Linked DNA regions of Mus musculus: region 2 is linked to region 1. Evidence: chromatin contacts called from public HiChIP or PLAC-seq data. All regions are on one chromosome and are shown on one strand. The core of a region is the stretch at or near the end of the contact, and the rest is flanking DNA. Distances in the headings are between cores, read along the strand shown.

What was found. HiChIP or PLAC-seq counts read pairs in DNA pulled down with a chosen protein or histone mark.
Region 2: an H3K4me3 HiChIP or PLAC-seq map of craniofacial prominence shows a contact between it and region 1, with 8 times the contacts expected there. The contact joins the promoter of Cacul1 here to the enhancer-like site in region 1. A contact is called at or near these places in 4 of 39 promoter capture datasets (the C10 cell line, cranial neural crest, embryonic stem cells and 1 more), 8 of 115 datasets of contacts at active chromatin or transcription factors (the NIH/3T3 cell line, astrocytes, craniofacial prominence and 5 more) and 2 of 9 other capture datasets (embryonic tail and embryonic trunk).

What each region holds. Positions count from the first base shown.
Region 1 is chr19:59,420,292-59,427,097 of GRCm38.p6, reverse strand. It overlaps Emx2os. Among named protein-coding and RNA genes, the nearest start is that of Gm33756, 34 kb to the right of the region's middle. RefSeq lists an enhancer at 1,528-3,884. Within about 2 kb of position 3,222, at least 16 of the 459 cell types and tissues checked have an H3K27ac peak or open chromatin away from gene starts, as enhancers often do. A contact at or near this core is called in craniofacial prominence, where this site is marked.
Region 2 is chr19:60,577,688-60,584,493 of GRCm38.p6, reverse strand. It overlaps Cacul1 (CDK2 associated, cullin domain 1), which reads left to right and starts at 3,471. Exons shown (of 9, transcript NM_030197.2): 1 at 3,471-4,166. The coding sequence starts at 3,776.

The DNA of each region.
Region 1 (6,806 bases), core at 1,973-4,472:
AAGGAAATACCCTTAATATCAAACTATGATAGCCTACCATCAAAATATGCCATGTTTCAGACCCACCCTCAGTTCCTGGGGCCAGAGCCCTGGATCAAGGTTTGTTTGTTTTACGGAAAGGTTATTTTCAGTTAATCAGGCATTCAATAGAGCTGAAGAACTACTCCCTTCCTGCCCCACTAGACCCATCTTGAGCTGAGAAGCAGCCTAGGGAACCAGAAGAAGGGGATTATAGAGGGAATTCTTGACCTATTTACCCCTCTCCAGAGTGAAACATTCAGTTAGAAGACACTCACATGCTGACTTTGATTCATTAGTTAAGGCTGTCTAGAAGGTTGTGCTAAGTAGATTTTGATCTGGGATCAATTAGCCATGTCTGCACTGTGCAAAGGAGCAGGGTACCCCATCTCCTCACACACGGCCACTCTGGACAGTACTCTCCAAAGGTCTCTTGGGCTTAGACATCCTGCAATCTTATAATTTCTCTTACCTTTGTTCTTTTCCTTGTCTTCTCTGAGAATCTATTTTGAAGCCGTTTCCATCCACCAGTGACAGTGGCCTACAGTGGACTGTATGTACCTAGAGGCATGTAAGAGTGAGTCTGTGACATGTAAATTGGAGACAGCCCAGGCTAGAGGAGGCTAGCTATCCTAGAGATGAGAAGTCACTATGAAAGGCTAGTCAACATAGAACTGAATCTCACAGAATAAAGCAGCTAACATGGGTAAAGCGATCACATCAAGCTATTCACCATGAGACAAACACATGCTATTGCCTTCATCTGCCTAGATAGATCATGAAGGGTTGAGAAAGTAAACTCTGTCTTTAATAAAAACAAAAACAAAGGCTTTCATAAACCAATAAGGCACTTGTTGTGTAAGCACAAGAACCTATGTTGGAGCCTTAAAACTCACATAAAAAATGTCAGGTGTGGTAGCATGTGGTAGCATGAATCCCAGTGCCGAGGAGACAAAGACAAACAGATCCCTGGAGTATGCTGGCCAGCTTGCCTAGTCAAATCGGCGAGTTCAACACTAAGTAAGAGACTCTATTTCAAAAACAAGGAGGCAAGCACCCGAGGAAGGATACCAGAAGTTGATCTCTGGCCTCTACATGTGCACAGATACATACACCAACATGTGAACATACCTGTGCATACACACATTTGCACTAAAAAAAAAAGTGTCAAGAAAGACCTGGGATGTAGCACAGTGGTTGGAAGAATAGGAAAAGCAAAGAGAATTTCAAGCGAAGGCAGACTGGGCAGGTATAGTGCCTCTGTCAGTGACTAAGAGGCTTATCTAGTTTCTCGCTTGAGAGGTCCTTGAGACCCTGTGATGTCCCTGTCCTAGGGGTTTGGGGAGTACCTGGCACTAAGTGATCCTACTTCCTCAAAACAGCCCAGCATCCCAGCGTTCTTCACTCTGAGTACTCGGGGGCACCAGCCTGGGCCTGTGGATTGTTCAGAAACGGGCCCTCCCATCAGCAGGGCAGCGGCTTGCTCTCTTACCACAGAGGCTCTGCACTCACCAGTTCCAATAACACGATTAGTCATTTTTCATTCCTGAGATATCTGCCCATGGGTGGGTGCGTGTGTGCATGTGTGAGGGTGTCTGTGCCTTTCGTGGAAGGGAAAATCCATATTCTCTCTCTTCTGCCCGAATTAATCAAATAAATCTTCGGTAAGAAGCTGCTAAATGAGTCACAGATGGCTCTGCCCTTTTACAGGTTACAGAAAGCACCCGTTACAGTCTTTTTAATTTATCAGAGGAAAAAAGATGCCCTCCTGTGCCCCTTCCCTCTCACAGTAATAATCAGAAACAGCCTATTTTCCGAGGGTCCGAGACTCATTTTCAAAAAAAAAAAATGTGTATCAATAGATGTAACAGTGGGAAGACTATTTTGCCAAGTTCCAGCCTCCAGCACGGCAAAGGTGCCCTGGCTGGGGAGAGCATTTATAAAACCACATTTAATAAAAGAGAGTGTTATATTAAGTGTGTTTGCTAGTGTATTTCAGCATATGGTTTCCATATCAGGCGGAAAGATGGCAAACACATGCCTTTTTACCTTCTTTCGAAGCCTTCTGAGAGGCGTCCTCTCTGATGGGTGGTGGGATGGGGAGTTTTGGTGTTTTGAATTTTGGGGTTTTTGTTTTGTTTTGTTTGCTTTGTGTCTATAGAGCCAGAGCTTTTACCTACCATTTTGTTTTGGATGTGAGCTGTTTTGTTTGGTTGTACAACTCAAGCTCATGTGAAAAAAGCACGGGGGACATACAACAAATGTGTGGAAACTCTCTTTCTACGTATGTAATTAACGAAGGGAGTCGCCTAGCTGGCTTTCTGCAGAGGTCCTTACATCCTTCCTGAAGGAGCTGGCTAGCTTGACACTGGGAATCTACTCAGTTTCATGGAGCTCCTGGCTTTTAAATGTGAGCTTACCAAAAGAGTACAAGCTCTGAGGAAGGCTGCTTAGCTTTGCGTCCTCAAAAGTCTCTGCAGACCAACCACCGTTTTTGCTATTTGTCTGCTCAGAGACCTTGTTTGGCCCTGGATTTTTTTTTCTGAGTTGAATACATATGTGTGGGTGTATTTGGCCTGTGTGCAGGTCAGAGGTCAATGCCAAGTGTCTTCCCCTAGAACTCTCTACCTTATTTTTTTGAGACAGGATCTCTCACTGAAACTAGAATTCATTGCTTGTACTAAACTGGCTGGCCAATGAGCCCCCAGGATCTGCCTGTCTCTTCACCCACCAACACCAGGATTATAAACACATGCTTCATTTTTTTATGTGAGTTCTGGGGATTTGAACTCACATCTTTGTGTCTATAGAGCCAGAGCTTTTACCTACCACGATATCTACAGTACTGGGGATTTTATCAGCTAGGATCCTGTAGTCAGAAGCATTTGGGTACAACCCTGTAAGTATGGGATTCCTGGAAAGGCAACCTCCTTAACCTACCACCATTAAATATTCTAACAAATTCTCAATTCTAGGATGATCAGAGAGGCCAAGAGGCGATATCAGATAGGAAAAGGGGTGGGGTGGGGCACTGTATGCAGGCTGATTTGCCCACCCCCTCCCTACTGACCTGAGCAGATCTGCCTGCGCCAGCTATAAATCTACTGGTACCATTTCTTTTTCGTCACTTTCCTAATCCTGTGCCCTTGGTTTCATGTGCTGTAATTATTAACATCTGCTTTCTGAGCCCAGCTCGCATGGAGTTTGCAAAGGCAGTTCTGAGCCCAGAACAATAGTGACAGCTGTTTCATTTAGCCTAGGGCCAGCACTTCCTGTTCAGGTCTACATCTGCCCTTCTGTGTCCAATTTCGGTTTCGGGGGTTTTGTGTTTTGTTTTCTATTTTTTTTCCCTTCATCTGACCTTACTATATGTTTAAGAAGAATTTCTAGCTTAGCACTGTAGCTAGGATTTCTAGCACATATGCGTATTCTGTTAGCAGCAGAGAGAGAGAGAGAGAGAGAGAGAGAGAGAGAGAGAGAGAGAGAGAGAGAGAGAGAGGAGAGACAGCTGAGAAGACCCAGACTGTCCCCAGCAGCTAAGAAGGTAGAGGGATGGGGGTAGAATGAAGAATTGGCTTGGACCATAGTAGTTACCCTGAAAAGATTCCTAAGCCCTGAAAGTTAGGTACAGGAAAGATGCTCTTAGTCAGTCTGTCCTCTACCACAGGCTCATCATCTCCTTGGCTTCTTTTGATGAGGGACTCACCCAACCATTCCTTCAAGGAATAAGTTCAGGGGTTGCCTCTCACATGCAGCTAGCTTGGCCATGCTTAACCTACAGCATAGTGCCATGTAGAGGGCATCCACCCAGCATGCCTCTCTCCACCTCAGTGTGGAACCTCTCTACACCTTAGCTCTTCTCTGCTCCCTTTTTAAGTTTTATCTTTTAAATTATGTATGTGTGTTGGAGGGGGAGGGCTGTCCATATGAGACCAGGTGCGTGATAAGGACCAAGGACTGTGCCTTCCCTGGAGCTGGGATTACAGGTGGTTGTGAGTCTCCTAACATGGGTGCTGGGAACAGAAATTAGGTCTTCTGCAAGAGCAGTATGTGATCTCAAAACAGAACTGTCTCTCCAGCTCCCCTTCTCTGACCTTCTAAGTGGCCCTGGACCCCATTCTCATGTAGGTAGAGTGAAGCAACTCAGGGAGACCCTGAAGTTCAGTTCTTATGTCTGAGGTCTGAGGCCCACATTTTTATGGTGGCTTCTGCCGACTAGTTGACAGCAGCGCCAAGAACTTGATGAGTGTTTTCATTTGACTTGAACTGGAAGTAGCCGAGAGACCTGATTCAGGCTGTCATAGGGCCCTTTCTAAGCACTGGAATCCAAAATGCAAATTGTAGGCTCTGAGTGAGGCCAGCCAGGGCTCCTCCATCTTCTGCCCAAGAGCCTGCTCTGTGATGGGCATGCCAGGCCACGCCCACCGTACGAGTCCCTGCCCCCGACTCCCCTAACTCCCGACTCCGTTCTCTTTCTCACTCACTCCTTTTCTTCTTAAAGTTAATTGCAACTTTTTTCTCAGCTCCCTGATCTGGATAAGCCACATCTCATTAGAAAAAGATTTAGCCAGAGCCAAAGCAGGCTGGAGAAGGAATCCCTAATCGACAGAGAAAAGATTTGGGTGTAATTGCTCTCTCCCACCATTCTCGCCCCCCTCCCTCTTCCAATCTTTTTCTGCTCATTAATCTGAAAAGAAAGTCCCGCTAATGTCTGTGTTCAAGTATCTGCTGCAGCAGCAAGCAAATCCAGGAGCTTGGGGACGGGGTGAGGGGTGTCGCACAGAGAGTTGTGGCGGTGGGTTAGGGTACATGAGTGAAATGGTTTGAGGGGCTGTTGAAGCATTTGGCTTGGGAAAGTATACGTATATCGTATATCGGTGAAATGCTGCGGTTGTTGGGATGTTAAGAGTGGTTGTTGGTATGGGGGTACGAAGTCCTGATAATTGGGTATCTAAAAGAAGCTCTTTACATTGTGTGTGTGTGTGTTATAATAGTTAGTTCTGTGGGCATGAAGGACTCTGACTATTGGTTGTATATATGAAGGCTTTGCATTATTGGGCAGTGTGTGTGTGTGTGTGTGTGTGTGTGTTATAATGGTTAGTTCTGTGGGCATGAAGGACTCTGACTATTGGTTGTATATATGAAGGTTTTGCATTATTGGGCTCTGTGTGTGTGTGTGTGTGTGTGTGTGTGTGTGTGTGTGTGTGTGTGTGTTGCCCTTTGGTTATTCGTGTGTGTGTTTGAAGTATTCTGATAATTGGATATATAAGTGTGAAGCCCTTTGTTTTATTGGGGTGTGTGTGTGTGTGTGTGTGTGTGTGTTGCCCTTTGGTTATTCGTGTGTGTGTTTGAAGTATTCTGATAATTGGATATATAAGTGTGAAACCCTTTGTTTTATTCGGGTGTGTGTGTGTGTGTGTGTGTGTGTGTGTGACATTTCCTTCATTGGATATTTTGTATCACCTAACTCATGGCCCCTTTTTTGTTTTCCCAATGTTTGAGTATATTCTGGAAGGTGCTTAGATGTTGACACAGGGGAACTGAACTAAGGAGCAATCCATTTCATAGGTAGGAGCCCCGATCTTCTACCACCCAGCAATGAACTAGCACCAGATGTTTTTTATGGTGTCCCTTCAAAATTTGTAATTTTTCCCCAAATGACAAATTATCAGTGGATAGGAGAAAGTTAGATATTCAAATTTTGTTTGTTTTTATTTTTGTTTTTAATAGAAAAGGTAGTGTGCGCTCCAAATGAAGGGGGAAAGGCAGAAATACCTCCTGGTTAAAATGTGACTATAAAGGGGCCGAATCGCTTTCCTCCGCACCTGGAACCAGATTTCTTCCCCGGATCTCCTTCCTGGTGCCTCTTACCTGCAACCTTCTCAATGAGGGTGCTGTGTGTTGGTGCTTGTCACAGATTACCCCAAACTTGTCTTTTTATATAACCACGCCACTCAGAGGTTGTTCTTCCTAAGCACGGATCTACATTCATGCTCGGCTCTGATTTTAACACATAAACTGAGCTAACTGAGAGAAATAACAAAGTACCCCTTTTCTGGGCAAGCAGGATGATGGGGAACCAGTTCTACCCAGTGTAACATAACCAGGGTATCCTGGCATGATACTGAGCCTCACCCTTCAGCCAGTGCTCAGAAAAACCCAAGGAATCACGTTCCCATTCATAGAGGAAGATACTGAGGCAAAGAGAGATACTGGCCAGATCCATATGGTTCACAACAGAGCTAGAACACAAACCCAGGCAGTCTGACAGCAGAACTCTCAACAAAGGAAGGGCCTTCAAGAAGCTAGGGATGAAGAAATGGTGGATGAGTTTCTGAAGCCCCCCCAGGTATACTACAGTGTTCACAAGCCCCAAAGCTGTGCCAGGCCACCTACACAGTAGACATATGTCATATGGTCTCATCCAGACTTATGGGCCCTTCCTTATTGATGACATTTTGCTCCAGCTCTATGGGCTTGACCTTGGCTCACTCCGGGCGTCCCAGGGATGGCTGCTTCCGGGAGAACCCAAGTTCCCACCTCTTGTCCCACCCAGGTAGATGAAGCCAGGTTTGAGACTCTATATGATTCCAAAACATGGCCCATTAATAATTACAGACTGTCTCCCTAATAACTATCAAATGGTAACAATGGCCACAGAGGGCACTTCCACTCCAGCCTTGGAGCTCTCTGGAGCACACTAAGGCAAGCTTCCAAGCTGAAGGGCAAAGCCAGTATCTAGTGTCTCACAGTGGCCAGGATCCTGGCTCTGGGATCCTCTAGGACCA
Region 2 (6,806 bases), core at 2,222-4,721, 1.2 Mb before region 1:
AAACATCTATTCCCAGCTTTCTTCGTGGAATGCAGGCATTTTATTCCCTTTATTGAGGAGACGTATGTTTAACATTCCTGGTTTCCTTAGTGCTCTGTGGGTGACTGGACCTTTGGGTCTCCAACAACGCTTGTTGTAGAGATAAAACAACAACTATAACAACAACAAATCCATAAGAACAAAGATTAAAGAATCATTACCCCTCCTACCCAGATAAACTACCATGGTGTAGTGGCTATTCCTTGTTTTCAACTTGACTATAACTGGAATAAACTACAATCCAGAATTGGAAGGCTCACCTGTGACCCTAATCTGGAGGCTGTGAGATACAAGTTTCTGACCTGGATCTTGGCATGAAAGTGGCTAGGAGCCGGGAGTGATGGCGCATGTCTTTATTCCCAGCACTTGGGAGGCAGAGACAGGTGGATTTCTGAGTTCTAGGCCAGCCTGGTCTACAAAGTGAGTTCCAGGACAGCCAGGGCTACACAGAGAAACCCTGTCTTGAAAAACCCAAAAAAAAAAAAAAAAAAAAAACCAAAAAAAGCCCAACAACAACAACAACAAAAAAGAAAGTGGCTAGGAATCCCAGAAGATTAAGATGGGGAGATCTCTGAGTTCAAGGTCATCTGGAACAAAGCAAGTCCCAGATCCAGGCATGGTAGTATACACCTTTAATCTGGGCCACAACTTCTGCTGGAGACCTACATAAGGACATTGGAAGAAGGAAGATTTGCTCTCTGTTCTTTGCCTGCTTGCCTCGTGGGACTGAGCAACTGCTAGATCCTTGGACTTCCATTCACAGCTGCTGCTGACCATTGTTGGGGAGTTGGACTACAGACTGTAAGTCATCAACAAATTCCCTTACTATATAGAGACTACCCATAAGTTCTGTGACTCTAGAGAACCCTGACTAATACACATGGATATTTTAAATTGGTGTTCTCTCTAAGTATACAAACTTAAACATATATTATATAGGTATATTTGTACTGTTTTAATAAAATTCTTATCTTACTAGGAAACAGAAACAAACAGAAAAACCAAACAAAGAGGCTAACTTCTGGGACTGTGGAAGGATATAGTAATTATTAACCTGGGCCCACTGTTGGGTCAGCATTCCTTATTTTGTTGTAATTGTCTCTAAATACTGAACAAACCAGAAATGGTTTTAAGTTAATAACTATTAAAGCATAATATACCTGTACTAGTCAGGGTTCTTTAGAATCCAAGAACTTATGAAATGCGCGCACACACACACACACACACACACACACACACACACACACACATATATATGCATATATATACATATACGTGGAATTTATTGGGATGACTTTTATATAGGCTGCAGTCCAACTAATCCAACAATGGCTAGCTGTGAACAAAAAGTCCATGAATCTAGCAGTTCCCCAGTCTCACAAGAATGGGTGTCTCAGCTGGTCTTCTGTATATGCTGGAATCCTGAAGAAGTAGGCTCCAATGCTCATGAAGGAATGGATGATCTAGAAAAGTGAGGACAAGCAGGCAAAGAGTAAAAGCTTTCTTCTTCCATGTCCATATATAGGCTTCTAGCAGAAGGTGTGGTTCAGACTAAATGTTTGTCTTCCCACCTAAAGATCTGGATCCCATGTGTGTCCTTGAAACCTGGATTGTAGTTCATTCCAAATATAGTCAAGTTGACCACCAAGAATAGCTACCAGAACTCCTTGAGGTCTAATTTAATAATTGCTCACAAAGTTCTAAATAAAAATCAACCACGTATCGAATGCCCATTCACCTTCCCTTCTGTTTCTTACCCATGGCCACCTAAATAGACTCTATCAAAGATTTCTCTGGCTCAGCCTGTTATGCTTTTCCACGTTAATGAAAGCTTGTTATATATGGAGTATCTTAACAAAATACACATGAACAGTTCAGTATTTAACAGTGTGCTGGGAAAAACTCCTTAGAGTAGGGCCTTCTAGGAAAGTTTACTATAATTGTACCAATCTCATCAGTTCTAAAAGTTTTCATAGTCACTTTCAGATTGATGAGTTGATAAAAGATTAACACAGTGGGGACTTACCAGTTATCCTTCAGTTAATGGTTTCTGTGATGGCTATTTCTGGTTTGTCAATTTGACTACACCTGGAATGAACTACAATCCAGAAATGGAGGGAACACCTGCAATCCCGATCTTGAAGCTGGAAGACACCCAGGTCTTGACATGGGATGACACACACTTTTGATCTAGAACTTGAGGCACAGTGCCCAGGAAAAGCTTAGGCCCAGACAAGATGGTATACACATTTAATCCCAGGAGACAGAGGCAAGCATATCTCTGAGTTCAAGCCCAGCCTGAGACAGAGCAAGTTCCATTAAACAAAAGCTTAGGTCCAGGCATGGTGGTACACATCTTTAATCTGGGCCGCACCTTCTGCTGGAGGTCTACATAAGGACAATGGAAAAAGCATTCATTCTTTGCCTGCTTGCACTTGCCAACACATCTGTTGGAACCTATTTCTTCAGGATTCTAGTTTATACAGAAGACCAGCTGACTTAGCCTGGTGGGATTGAGCAACTACTTAGATTCTTAGAGCTCCCCATCACAGCTGGCCATTGCTAAGTTAGCTGGACTGCAGACTGTCATTCATCCCAATAATTTCTCTTAATACATAGAGACATTCCATAAGTTCTGTGACTCTAGAGAACCCTAATAGTTTCTAACTGCACAGTGGTCAGAGAATGTGGTTATGTCAGTCCTCAGACATGCAGAGACACTTGCTTAGAGACACAGTATGTTTATCTTTTGTAAATGTTTCACATACTCTGGGAAGGAATGTATATTGTGCAATTTCTGAATCAATATTCTGTCCTTCTTAGTTTGGGATACCTAGGGCTAAAAAACGGCACACACCAACAGTCTACCCTTTGGAGTCTGTACCCAGGGCCTACTGCCACACTGTCCTTTCATTCCCCAAGCAAAGGCTCAGGCTGCGAGGTCAAGGTCTGGGTGGCAAAAAGCCTGTGTCGGTGGGGGACCCTCACTATGGAAAGGTTAGCCAGCATGGGGTATGAAGGGACACTCAGAAGGCTGAGGAAAGAGGACTGCTTGGAGTTAGTTGGAGCCCAGTTTGGAGTACAAAAAGAAAAAAGAAAAGACGAAAAGACTAAAAAAGAAAAGGGAAGGGGGCTGTTAAACATAAGAGCGTTGGTGCGCCGTTTTTGGGTCCACTCTCGGGCACACCCAGACTAGTTGTGGCAACAAGTTAGAGAATGCGCGTGCGCAGACCAAAGTCCTTTATCACGTAATGTCGGCCGGGGGCGGGGCCAGCGAATCCGGGTCTGGACACCTGGTCTAAACTGATGGGGAGGGGGGAGTGGGGAGGGGAGGGAGAGGGAATCGCGCCGCTGGGTGCATTCGCCTTGAGGTGACTCATAGCTCCCGCCCCCTTTTCGCCCAGCTTTCTCCAGGCCGTCCCTCGCATCACGTGCCTTCCTGGCCGCTCCCCCAGAGCCCTTTCCAAAGGCCAGAAGAAACTGCTGTAAAATGTCGTGAGGGACGTCAGCCCTTTGCGGCTGCCTCTCAGAACCAGACCCCGGGAGTGCCCACCTCAGTCAGCGGTTCCTCCGGCGGAGTCGTCTTGACGGAGGGCGAAAGCGCTCGGTGCGCCACTGGATTTTCCGCCGCACCCGCGAGGGCTCCGGGCGATGTGAACTCGAGGCGGCTTCTGCGCTCCCAGGCCCGGGGGCTGAGGTGGGCGGGCAGGTGCCTGGGAAGCCGCGGCCCGGCGGGATGGAGGAGAGCATGGAGGAGGAGGAAATGCTCACCTACGAGGCAATGATGGACGACCAGAATCACAACAACTGGGAGGCCGCCGCGGACAGTTTCCGCCAGCCTCCGCCGGCCCCGCCGCTGCCCCCGCCGCCGCCGCCGCGGCCCTCGTCGTCCATCCCGGATCCAGGCCGAGAACTCCCGGGGGGACAGCTGCTGGCTGTGCACGCGGGCTCCATGGAGAGGAAGGGTCCTAAGGAAGGGCTCCCGATGGGGCCTCCGCCCTTGCCGGAACCAAACGGGGTGATCATGATGTTGAAGAGCTGCGACGCAGCCGCCGCGGTGGCCAAGACGGCCCCTGCCCCCACCTCCAGCTCCACTATCAACATCAACACCTCCACCTCCAAGTTCCGTGAGTCTGTCCCTCCTCCACGACCCCACCCCCACCCCCCAGCCAGGCTTCTCCACACCAGCTCGTGGAATCCCCCCGCCCTGAGAGTAACTCCACTTCCTTTGTTCCAGGCTTAGTTCTCTTTCCTTCTCTTAACCCTCCCACCCTGATTCGGTGTCTGCGGCCAGTATCCGGCCAGCCAGCCAGTGTTGCCTGTTACACCTGCGCAGCCTCAGCTTATGCTTTAGAAAAGATCTTTAATACTCCTGATCATCTCTCAACATTAGTAAGCTCTTCTCTAGGGTGTCCCCTTCAAAGTTTCACCTTACAGAGCGAGAGGGAAAAGTAAGGCGGTCTTGAATTTCGTTAGAGGCCTTTCGTCTTTTTTTTTCAACCAGAGAGCAAAGAAATGTGTTCTTGTATTCTTTGCCGCTGTACTTTTAGCAAATCGGGCTTCTGAACGTTGGTCTCTAGCAACTCTTTGTTCTCTGTGAGTTTTTGCATCCTGTCAGGGAATTCTTAGTTACTTCTACTATGTAGTGGGAACTGCTACAAGTCTTTGAAGTTGATGTGTAAAATCACGTTCCAGAGAAGCGGTTCAGCAAGTGACTGTAACCAGGATCCTACCGCAGGTTGAACTTTTTAGCGGTCTGCCTTGAAATTCACTTGCAGATAGAAGATAAAAACTGACCCCAAAATGTTCACAATCAGGCAGTGTGCTTCCATAGCTAGGTAAAGAATAAGGTAGTAGTGCTTTTTAGTTCAGAGTGGTGGTGACAGTGTAAAAGGAACGTGGTGGCCAGGTCCTTGTTAGCTGCAAATTTAGAATGGCATCTCCTAATGTAACTGGAGATTTTATTTCTAGTTAAGTTTTATTAAGCTATAACAGTAATTGCCCACCTAGCTGTTGAAATTTTTTTTTGTCCTGATGCAGATAGTCACAACCTTAGAAAAAAGTATTTATGGGACTAGCACACATTACTTATTTGCCTTCAAGATACTGCTTTAGGCAGACACTTTGGTGTGGGTGTAGAAAGGAACTTTTGTTTATGATTATTCCCTGTTAGACATACACATGACAGTCATTTACACAATGCAGTTTGTATGTTGATTAAGTTGTGAAACTAGACTTTATAGTTGCAGTGTGATTTACCTTAAATGCTGAAGACAGTTTGGATTAATGCTTAAGTAGACTTTCTTTGATGAGTTAAGAAATGAACATTAAGAGCAGAAGTCGTCATCAGCTAAGCTCAGAGCAAAAGAATTTGCCACACTTAAAGGTTATTTCTTGAAAAGATTAATAAAGGGAGTTAGGAATGCAGCCAGGTTGAAAGAGTGCTTGTCTAGCAGTCAGGAAGCCCCAGATTTGATCCCAGCAACTTATAAAACCTGACCTGGTGGCTCACAGCTGCAATCCCAGCACTCTGGAGGTAGAGGCAGGATGATCAAGAATTTCATCTTCCTTAGCTGCATATCCTGTTAAAGGCCAGCCTGTGATATGTGAGACCCTGTCACAAAACAAAACAAAAAGGCTAGGAAGCTAAGACCTGTTAAAGATTGGTCAAGGGGAAAAGTTGCAAATAAATGAAAAATAAAAATAGAATATTAGATTTTATTATATGGTAATAAATTTGAAAAGGTAAATGAAATATATGATAGTTAGGGAACTATTAACTCAGAAGTTATCTAAGTTATCTAAGCATGGATGGACTAAGCTGAGACTAGTAGTAGTGCTAGTAGTGATGAAGACTTTCCCTTTCAAATCTCTTGGTCCAGATATTCTTGTATACAAGCTCCATTTCATTTCCATAACCTTTTCTTTTTATAAATTCTGGAATGTAGGGCACAGAAGCAAGACAAAACTAAAACCCCAAGTCCATTTTATAGGTTTAGTGAAATATTGATTTAAAACTAGGTAAGATTATAGTTGTGTTAACACCTGTTAGCATAGAAATGAAAATCCTGTATACTATTAGCTCATCAGATCTAACTATGTCAAAAGAATTGTGATTCACGGTTTGTCCAAGTTTTTTTTCGATATATTGCTGTGATTTATCTCAGTAGGTTGGAAAAAAGTCACGACTTGATAACTTTTTTAAATGCCAATATCCAGTACCTAGTTGATATTGTGGTACTTGATACAAGGATAACTTAGTAATTCAGAGAGTGCAGGATAACTATTTAAAAGTCAATACCTGTAGCTAATAGGAATAATAATGGAGACATTTTCAGTATAGTCACTATAAGATGGTAACTACCCATGGGTGTTCCTTAACATAATAAGAAAAGTCCTTGTTGCTTGCATGGTGGTTCACATTTTTAATTCCACCCCCCCAAATACACACACACACACACACACACCACGATCTTTTGAGTTCCAGGTCAGCCAAGGTAGACTCTGTCTCAAGAAAACAAACAAACAAGACCCCTGAAACAAACCCTTTAGAATTTGGTAATAATTTCATTTATCAAGAACCACTGAAACCAAAAGAAAAACACAATGTAGATGGATTGTTAGGTTGAAGACCAGCCTAGAAAAGATAAAATGTATACTAGTAGCAATGGTACCAAAAATAGATATCTGTATAATAGTTTAACAAATTATAGTGTCTATAACTGAAATAACCTCATAATACACAAGACTTAAGGACAGTGTAATTT